Linked DNA regions of Pan troglodytes: region 2 is linked to region 1. A link is a contact called in public HiChIP or PLAC-seq data. All regions are on one chromosome and are shown on one strand. Each heading gives the region's core, a stretch centred on a gene start, on an enhancer-like site or on the middle of the called end of the contact. The rest is flanking DNA. Distances are from core to core; before and after follow the strand shown.

Region 1 (3,681 bases), core at 539-3,038:
GGCCAGGTTCACAAGCAGAAAAAGTTTGTCTTCCAGACTCAGATGCAGGATGTTGAGAGAGAGACACTGATGGGATAAAAGCCAGTTTGCTGCAACTGCTTCACCATTTTCAGGTTCAGTGTCCTCACCGAGAACTCCTCCCATAAGCCTTTTTTTTTTTTTTTTTTTTTTTTTTTGAGACGGAGTCTCACTCTGTAGCCCAGGCTGGAGGGCAGTGGTTCGATCTCAGCTCACTGCAACCTCTGCCTCCCTGGTTCAAGCGATTCTCCCACCTCAGCCTCCCGAGTAGCTGGGACTACAGGTGACAGAGATGGGGTTTTGACATGTTGGCCAGGTGGGTCTCCAACTCCTGACCTCAGGTGATCCACCCGCCTCGGCCTCCCAAAGTGCTGGGATTACAGGCATGAGCCACCACGCCCGGCCTCCTCATGTTAACTTTCTTTTGCCATGCAAGATTGGGCAGAGGACCCTGGTCTCTTGAGGTTATGAATGGAGCTGGCAGGACCCAGCACAGCAACCCACAGTGAGGGAAGCCCTTGCTGCCAAGGGTAATTCCCCGAGTGCAGACATCCTGAGAAAAGTTTACTCTCTTCACACACACTTTCAGTCACCAGAATTCTCTCCCAAAGCATTCAGCAGTCTTTGATTAATGTGTCTTTCTGGATGCCCTGAAATAACTGAGGCAAGCCACCTGCTGTAAGACTTTTCTAGACGATGGTCCTGAGCCATTGGCAAAATCAGAGAGGATGGGCTTTTTTCATTCACTCAACATATATTCATTGAATATTTACCATGTGCCAGGTTCTGAGTAGTGTCTACTAATGGACAGGGTATTCATAAAAGTTCTGTACTGTTTTAAAAGTTTCACTTAAACTTTAAACAGTTGATATATTACAAAAATCCTTCTGTATTTACTCATGAGAGCCTGGATCCTAGAATGAAGAAAATACATGGAGCACAGAGCCACAGCCATCTCCCAGCTCACAGATCACGTGAGTGAGAAATAAACTTCTGTGGCTGTAAACCACTGAAGGTTTGGAGTTACCTGTTACTATATGAATAAACTCAGGAAAGCCAACAAATACAGCAGCCATGTTTTTCATCATCCTGCAAACTAGAAAAACCCAAAAGCCTATTCCATTAAGAGTTCCTTAATAAAGTACAAACACCAGTGACAGAAATTGAGAACTAATGAAACAAAAGCCAGCTGCAAGAACCACTGAGACATAAAAGAGGGGTTAGTCTGTAAGATTACGAACCACTGAGATTTAAAAGAGGGGTTAGTCTGTAAGGTTATGGGAGGTGATGCTCGAATGGGATCTAGTCTCGTAGACGTCAAACGTTAATATTCTCATATATCCAAAGTAATGCAGAGAGTGGTTTATGTAGAGCTTTACATTTTACACAGCAGCTTTACATTCACCCTCATTTCACAGATAAGGAAACTGAGGCCCAAGATGGCACAGTGGCCTCGACGCCCAGGTTTTCCACTTTCAAAGTCCCTCCCTCACATCTCATTACCTGATAATGCAACACAGTCTTTAATCGGGGCGAATTTCGGGGTGGAAAGTACTAGATAATGCTGATAAGCGTCATCATCCCATATACACAGCACCCCAAGGACAGCACCCTATAGCTCACGCGTCCACCAGCCCCCGAAAATACTGGAGACAAAAGCTGACGTCAGCAGAGCGCTCCTTGTCCCCGTCTTCTGGTCCTCCACCCTTCCCGAAAGGCCAAGCGGCGGAGCTGGGGCGCCCAACGAGAAGGGGGTGAGCGTGATTGGGCTGTCCTGCATCACGTGACGGCCAGTACGCGTGGGATTTGGCTCCGAGGAGGCGGAAGTGCAGCACAGAAAGAGGGTCCGTGGGGGACGGTAGAAGCCTGGAGGAGGAGCTTGAGTCCAGCCACTGTCTGGGTACTGCCAGCCATCGGGCCCAGGTCTCTGGGGTTGTCTTACCGCAGTGAGTACCACGCGGTACTACAGAGACCGGCTGCCCGTGTGCCTGGCAGGTGGAGCCGTCCGCATCAGCGGCCTCGGGGAATGGAAGCGGAGAACGCGGGCAGGTAATACCGGGGCCAGCGCCGCCCCTCCCTTGCGCCCCTCACTGCTGGGCGGCTGGCTGGCTGGCGAGCGCGCGCACGCAGGGGTCTTTTAAATCCCGGCCCGAATACAAAGGCCGGGGCCGCGCGTGCGCACTGTGGCCTGGTCGGCCTTTCCTTCCCTGGCTGCGGCGGTGGCGGTGGAGGTTGGTGCTGCTCTGAGGGTTACCTGGTGCACCTGGACCCTTCTTTGGTTTCCCGCGATAACTAGTTGACTATAAAATATATTAGTAAGCATTCAGCAGTCTTTGGTTAATGTGTCTTTCTGGATGCCATTCTTGGCTAGAAGGGTTTTCCTTCACCCTCCATTACCACGCAGAGAGCTGTAAAGATGAGTGTCGAACATTTCCAGCTCCAGGAGTTTTCATTTTAAAGTTGGTTGATTTGTTGCGGCTTCCCCCCACCCCAAAGGCCTACTGAAAGCAACGTTAAGGGTCACGGGTTAGATAATTTTGTTGTGGGAATATGTATACCACTCTCGAGTAGTCAATCTAAAAATGACCTTTGAGTTTTCCAGTGGCCTTGGGGACGATCTTAAGAATCCGTTTTTAAAAAGTCCTTTGGGGGAGTCAAGAGAAGGATTTGCAAAAGCAAGAGATTTAGGGACTTGAACTCCTGGCGGAAAACTAAACTTTTAAAAAATGGATATGGTGACAGTTTTTTAAAAGATAAAGAGTGATGATTTACATTGAAATTAAAAGGAAAAAAACCTATGCCTAATGAAGAATTATCCTAACTCTCAGTGGCTAATGGAAGCTGAATTTAGGCAATACAAGAGACTTATATGGGCCTGTTCATGTCTGTAAAGTTGGCATGTCTGGAATCTGATTCTGACATGCCGAGAATTGGTGTTACATGAAAGGGCACACTAACCAAAATAAATTAGAGTTTAGGAAAAGAGATATATGTAGACAAAGTTTGGACTTTATCTTGACTTTGTGGATCAAGTCCTGGAATAAATTACTCCACTTCTTTCCCAGAAGAACTTTACAAATAAGAGAATTCACCAAAATTTGTGGAAATCTCTCTCTCATAACCTCACTTAGGAGCAGAATTGAAACTTGGGCCAAGAATAAATTACACATTGTAAGACTTTATTCAGGGTCTTACAGCAAAATAGTAGGACTTCAATACACTGTTTAGCTCAAAGCTGTGATAATGTCGGCCTGACTTCATCCAAAAGGCTATAGACCAGATTTTATTTTGCCTTGAAAAGCTTTCACCTTCAGGAACTGTGGAAAATTCTGTGTAATCTTCTGAAATGACTCAGACCCCAGGTAATCCTTAAGAGAGTAGTTCTCTGTCACCCTTGACTGTGCTAATCAAGAAATGTAATGTGGGATGTGAAAAAAAATAAATTTACTTTTTTTTTTTTTTTTTCGAGACAGAGCCTTGCTCTGTTGCCCAGGCTGGAGTGCAGTGGCGGATCTTGGCTCACTGCAACCTCCATCACCCGGGTTCAAGCGATTCTCCCGCCGCAGCCTCCCAAGTAGCTGGGATTACAGGCGCCTGCCACCAGGCCTGGCTAATTTTTGTATTTTTAGTAGAGACAGGGTTTCACCATGTTGGCCAGTCTGG
Region 2 (3,681 bases), core at 622-3,121, 97 kb after region 1:
AGATGGGATCTCACCATCTTGACCGAGCTGGTCTCAAACTCCTGGGATCAGTGGATCCTTCTGTCTCAGCCTCCAAAAGTGCTGGGATTACAGGTGTGAGTCACCATGCCCAGTCCTTTTTCAATTAAAATTTTAAAAAATAACTTGTATTGTGGATATTTAAGATATACAATATGAAGTTGATATCATATAGACCAGGGGTCCCCAGTCCCCAGCAACCAGTCCTCGGCCTGTTCGGAACCCCCATGACCTTCCTGAGCTCCGCCTCCTGTCAGATCAACCGCGCATTAGATTCTCACAGGAGCTCGAACCCTACTGTGAACTGCCCATAGGAGGGATCTAAATTGTGTACTCCCTATGAGAATCTTATGCCTGATGATATGAGGTGGAACAGTTTCATGCCGAAACCATAGCCCCCATCCTCCTGCCAAGTCTATATCACCCACTCCCCTGCCAAGTCCGTGGAAAAATTGTCTTCCATGAAACCGGTCCCTAGTGCCAAAAAGGTTGGGGACAGCTGAAACAGGCAGTCACAAGGTTACTATAGTGAAGCATATTAACATATCCATCATCTCACATAGTTACCACCAACCCTTTTTGTGTCTCTGTGGCAAGAGCGGCTAAAATCTACTCATTTGGCATGAATCCCATATGCAGTGCAGTTTTATTCCTAATGGACTTGTGTGATTATGTGTAGGACCAAATCATAGGGCAGCTAGGCCTTATTAAGCGTTGCATTGGCTGGGTGCGGTGGCTCATGCCTGTAGTTCCAGCACTTTGGGAGGCCAAGGCAGGAGGATCACTGGAGCCCAGGAGCTCGAGCTTGCAGTGAGCTCTGATCGCGCCACTGCATTCCGGCAACAGAGCCAGACCCTATCTAAAATAAATAAATAAAAATAAAGAGTTGCGTATGACTGCTACCAGAGGCAGTATGGTATAATGGTTGGATATGACTGCTATCAGAGGCAGTATGGTATATGATATAAGGGCTTGGGGGTTCTGGAATCAGAAGCCCTGTGTTGGAATCCTGGCCCCAGTCTTTTTTTTCAACACCTCTCCTTTGTGTCCATCAGAAAATTACCTTACTGCACTGTGCCTCATTTCCCCATCCATGAAAGGGAGATAACAGGAGCCACCTCACTGGATTGTTGGATGGATTACATGAGTTAATACACATGAGGCACTTAGGGCATGCCAGGCTGTGGACAGCCCTCACTTGTTAGCTAGCAATGAAACAGAAACCTAGAAAACCATCTCTCCTCTGCTTAAGCCAAACAAAGCAAAAATACCTCTTGTGGCTCACGGTTCCCAAGCTTCCTGGCATGGCTCCGCACAAAGCTGCCTTCGGTTCGCCCGGCAGGCTTTGTAGCGACCTTCCCTGCCCGGGTCCCAGTCACGGTCGGGAGCAGCGGCCGTGGCCCGGGCTCGCGAGGCAGGCTCCCGCCCGCACCCTCCCGTGCGAGGTCCCCGCCCTGCGCTCCCAGCTCTTCGCACCTCTACCCGAGCTTCTCTCACGTTGCCTGTGAGACTGCTTCGCCCACACATCCTAGATGCTCAATTAAAGTGGACGTAAAGGAAGATGCTGTGGCTTCTTCCCAAAATACCGAACGGGAGGCTCTGGGTGGGGATGGGAGACGTGGTCAGTGGGAAGCGTCCTTCCACCCTAAGGTGCGTTGCTCCGGGTGGCCGCTGGCCACGTCGCCTGGGGTGGGGGCGGGGCTCCCCTGTCAGGACCCCCCTTCCCCAGCGTCTCTCCACTGCCCGCGGGCCTCCAGCCTGGCCCCCGGCGCCCGCGGCCACGTGACCCCAGCACAGCTGGAGGCGGGTCCCCGCCCTCCCCAGGGAGCAGCCGGTTGAGGCGGGAGCGGTGCATTGTGGGCAGAGGGGCGGGGGTTGGGAAGATGGCGGCTCCCAGCCTCCTCAACTGGAGGCGAGTTTCTTCCTTCACGGGGCCGGTCCCCCGCGCCCGGCACGGACACCGAGCGGTGGCCATCCGGGAGCTGATGATCATCTTTGGAGGGGGAAATGAGGGCATCGCGGATGAGCTGCACGTCTACAACACGGGTAGGCGCGGCGGCGGCTTGTCGGCCCCGCCTGCTGGAGCTGCGGAGGGGGAGGGGAGGCGAGGCGGCGGCCGCGGCCCTGACAGCTGTCACCGCCCGGTCACTGCTTCCTTGGGCGGGCGGCGGGGAGCGCGGCTCAGCCGGGCGGCCCGGGTCCCGCAGCTCTGTCCCGGACCGCAGCTCTGGATCTCCGGGGCCCTTGGGGCGCAACGGACCCCGAGCGGGGCGCACCGGTCTTCAGGCGGGGGATCCCGGACGCCCCCACCCCAGCCCGACAAGCGGACGCAGGCGACAGAAGACCATGTCCAACCGCCTGGGCCACTCCCCGAAATCTCGCCTCTGTCAAAAAACAAAACCCACTCCAAACCAAAGTTCCTTAGGGCCTTCCCGTCTTTGCCTGCCTTCCTTCCTTAGGAGGAAGACCGTCTAGGGGGTGAGGAGGGAAAACGAGAGGCCTTCTGGCACTCTCGCCTCAAATACAACCCGGTGTTTGGCAGGTAACGGTCAAGAGCCCCTCCGTGGGCCGCGCTCTAAACCGGCGGGGACGTGGTGAGGCGGCCTTGTGTCTGCATACTCGGTGTGGGCGCCCTTCTGGACTGGCCCTCGGAAAGAGGACTGTCATAACTTGAGCACCACTGCAGATCACAAGTGCCCCTGGGCAGGGAGCCCCTATCTTTGAGGACCTCTGTGGAATAGAAAGGAGACTGGATTTAATTTTTTTTTCCTCTTGTAAATGCTCAGGCTGTCACAAGAAATCTGTTTGGTGTAAAGACAGTGATGGAATTCTGGGTCTACTTCATGACCGATAACTTTTCTTTGACCAAACAACTTAATCACAGGAATAATTTGAAGGTTAACAAAATAGTGGAGTCTGAGAAGTTTTATTTTGTTCACCCTCTCCTCCTCCCAGCGCCCCAGCATATGAAGGTGAAAAGTTACTGACAGTTTGGTCTTAGTGTAAAATCCCTGGCTTTGGAACAAATTAGACCTGATTTGAATCTTGCTCTGCCGGTTGCCCAGGATCAGCGCTAAAGTTACCAAACCTTTTTAAGCCTCACAATTTTCAGTTGTAAAATAGAGATTTTTATACTCACCCAGCAGGGCGTTTTGTAAGAATTAAATGATACAGATCAGGATTTTTCAACAGCAGCACTCTTCGACCTTTTGGGCCAGGTAATTCTTTGTTGAGGTTGGGGGAAGCTGCCCTGTATTGCCCTGCACATTGTAAGATGTTTGGCAGCATCCCTGCGTCTACCTACTAGATGCCAGTAACAGCCCCCTCCAGTTGTGACAACTAAAAATGTCACCAGACATTACCAAATGTCTTCTGAGGGGCAGAATCATCCCCAGTTGAGACCCACTGATATTGATGATATATATTTGCTGATAGTATATGATAACCGTTGCTTGTTATAATCGGTTTTCATTTTATTTTGGCAACTAGCTACGAATCAGTGGTTTCTGCCAGCTGTTAGAGGAGATATCCCTCCAGGCTGTGCTGCCCATGGATTTGTCTGTGATGGTACCAGAATATTAGTATTTGGGGGAATGGTTGAATATGGAAGATACAGCAATGAGTTATATGAGTTACAAGTAAGTGTATTTAATATTGTTTCAT

What was found. HiChIP or PLAC-seq counts read pairs in DNA pulled down with a chosen protein or histone mark.
Region 2: a contact with region 1 is called in an H3K4me3 HiChIP or PLAC-seq map of stem cell-derived excitatory neurons, with 2.0 times the contacts expected there. The contact joins the promoter of HCFC2 here to the promoter of TDG in region 1. A contact is called at or near these places in 1 of 1 datasets of contacts at active chromatin or transcription factors (stem cell-derived excitatory neurons) and 1 of 1 other capture datasets (stem cell-derived neural stem cells).

Annotation. Positions count from the first base shown.
Region 1 is chr10:110,775,652-110,779,332 of NHGRI_mPanTro3-v2.0_pri, forward strand. TDG (thymine DNA glycosylase) reads left to right here and starts at 1,789. Exons shown (of 10, transcript XM_509324.7): 1 at 1,789-2,067. The coding sequence starts at 2,045. It overlaps UQCC6 (ubiquinol-cytochrome c reductase complex assembly factor 6), which reads right to left and starts at 1,735. Exons shown (of 3, transcript XM_003952277.4): 1 at 1,522-1,735.
Region 2 is chr10:110,872,192-110,875,872 of NHGRI_mPanTro3-v2.0_pri, forward strand. It overlaps HCFC2 (host cell factor C2), which reads left to right and starts at 1,872. Exons shown (of 15, transcript NM_001280186.1): 1 at 1,872-2,064; 2 at 3,508-3,656. The coding sequence starts at 1,902. GLT8D2 (glycosyltransferase 8 domain containing 2) reads right to left here and starts at 1,813. Exons shown (of 12, transcript XM_024348027.3): 1 at 1,495-1,813.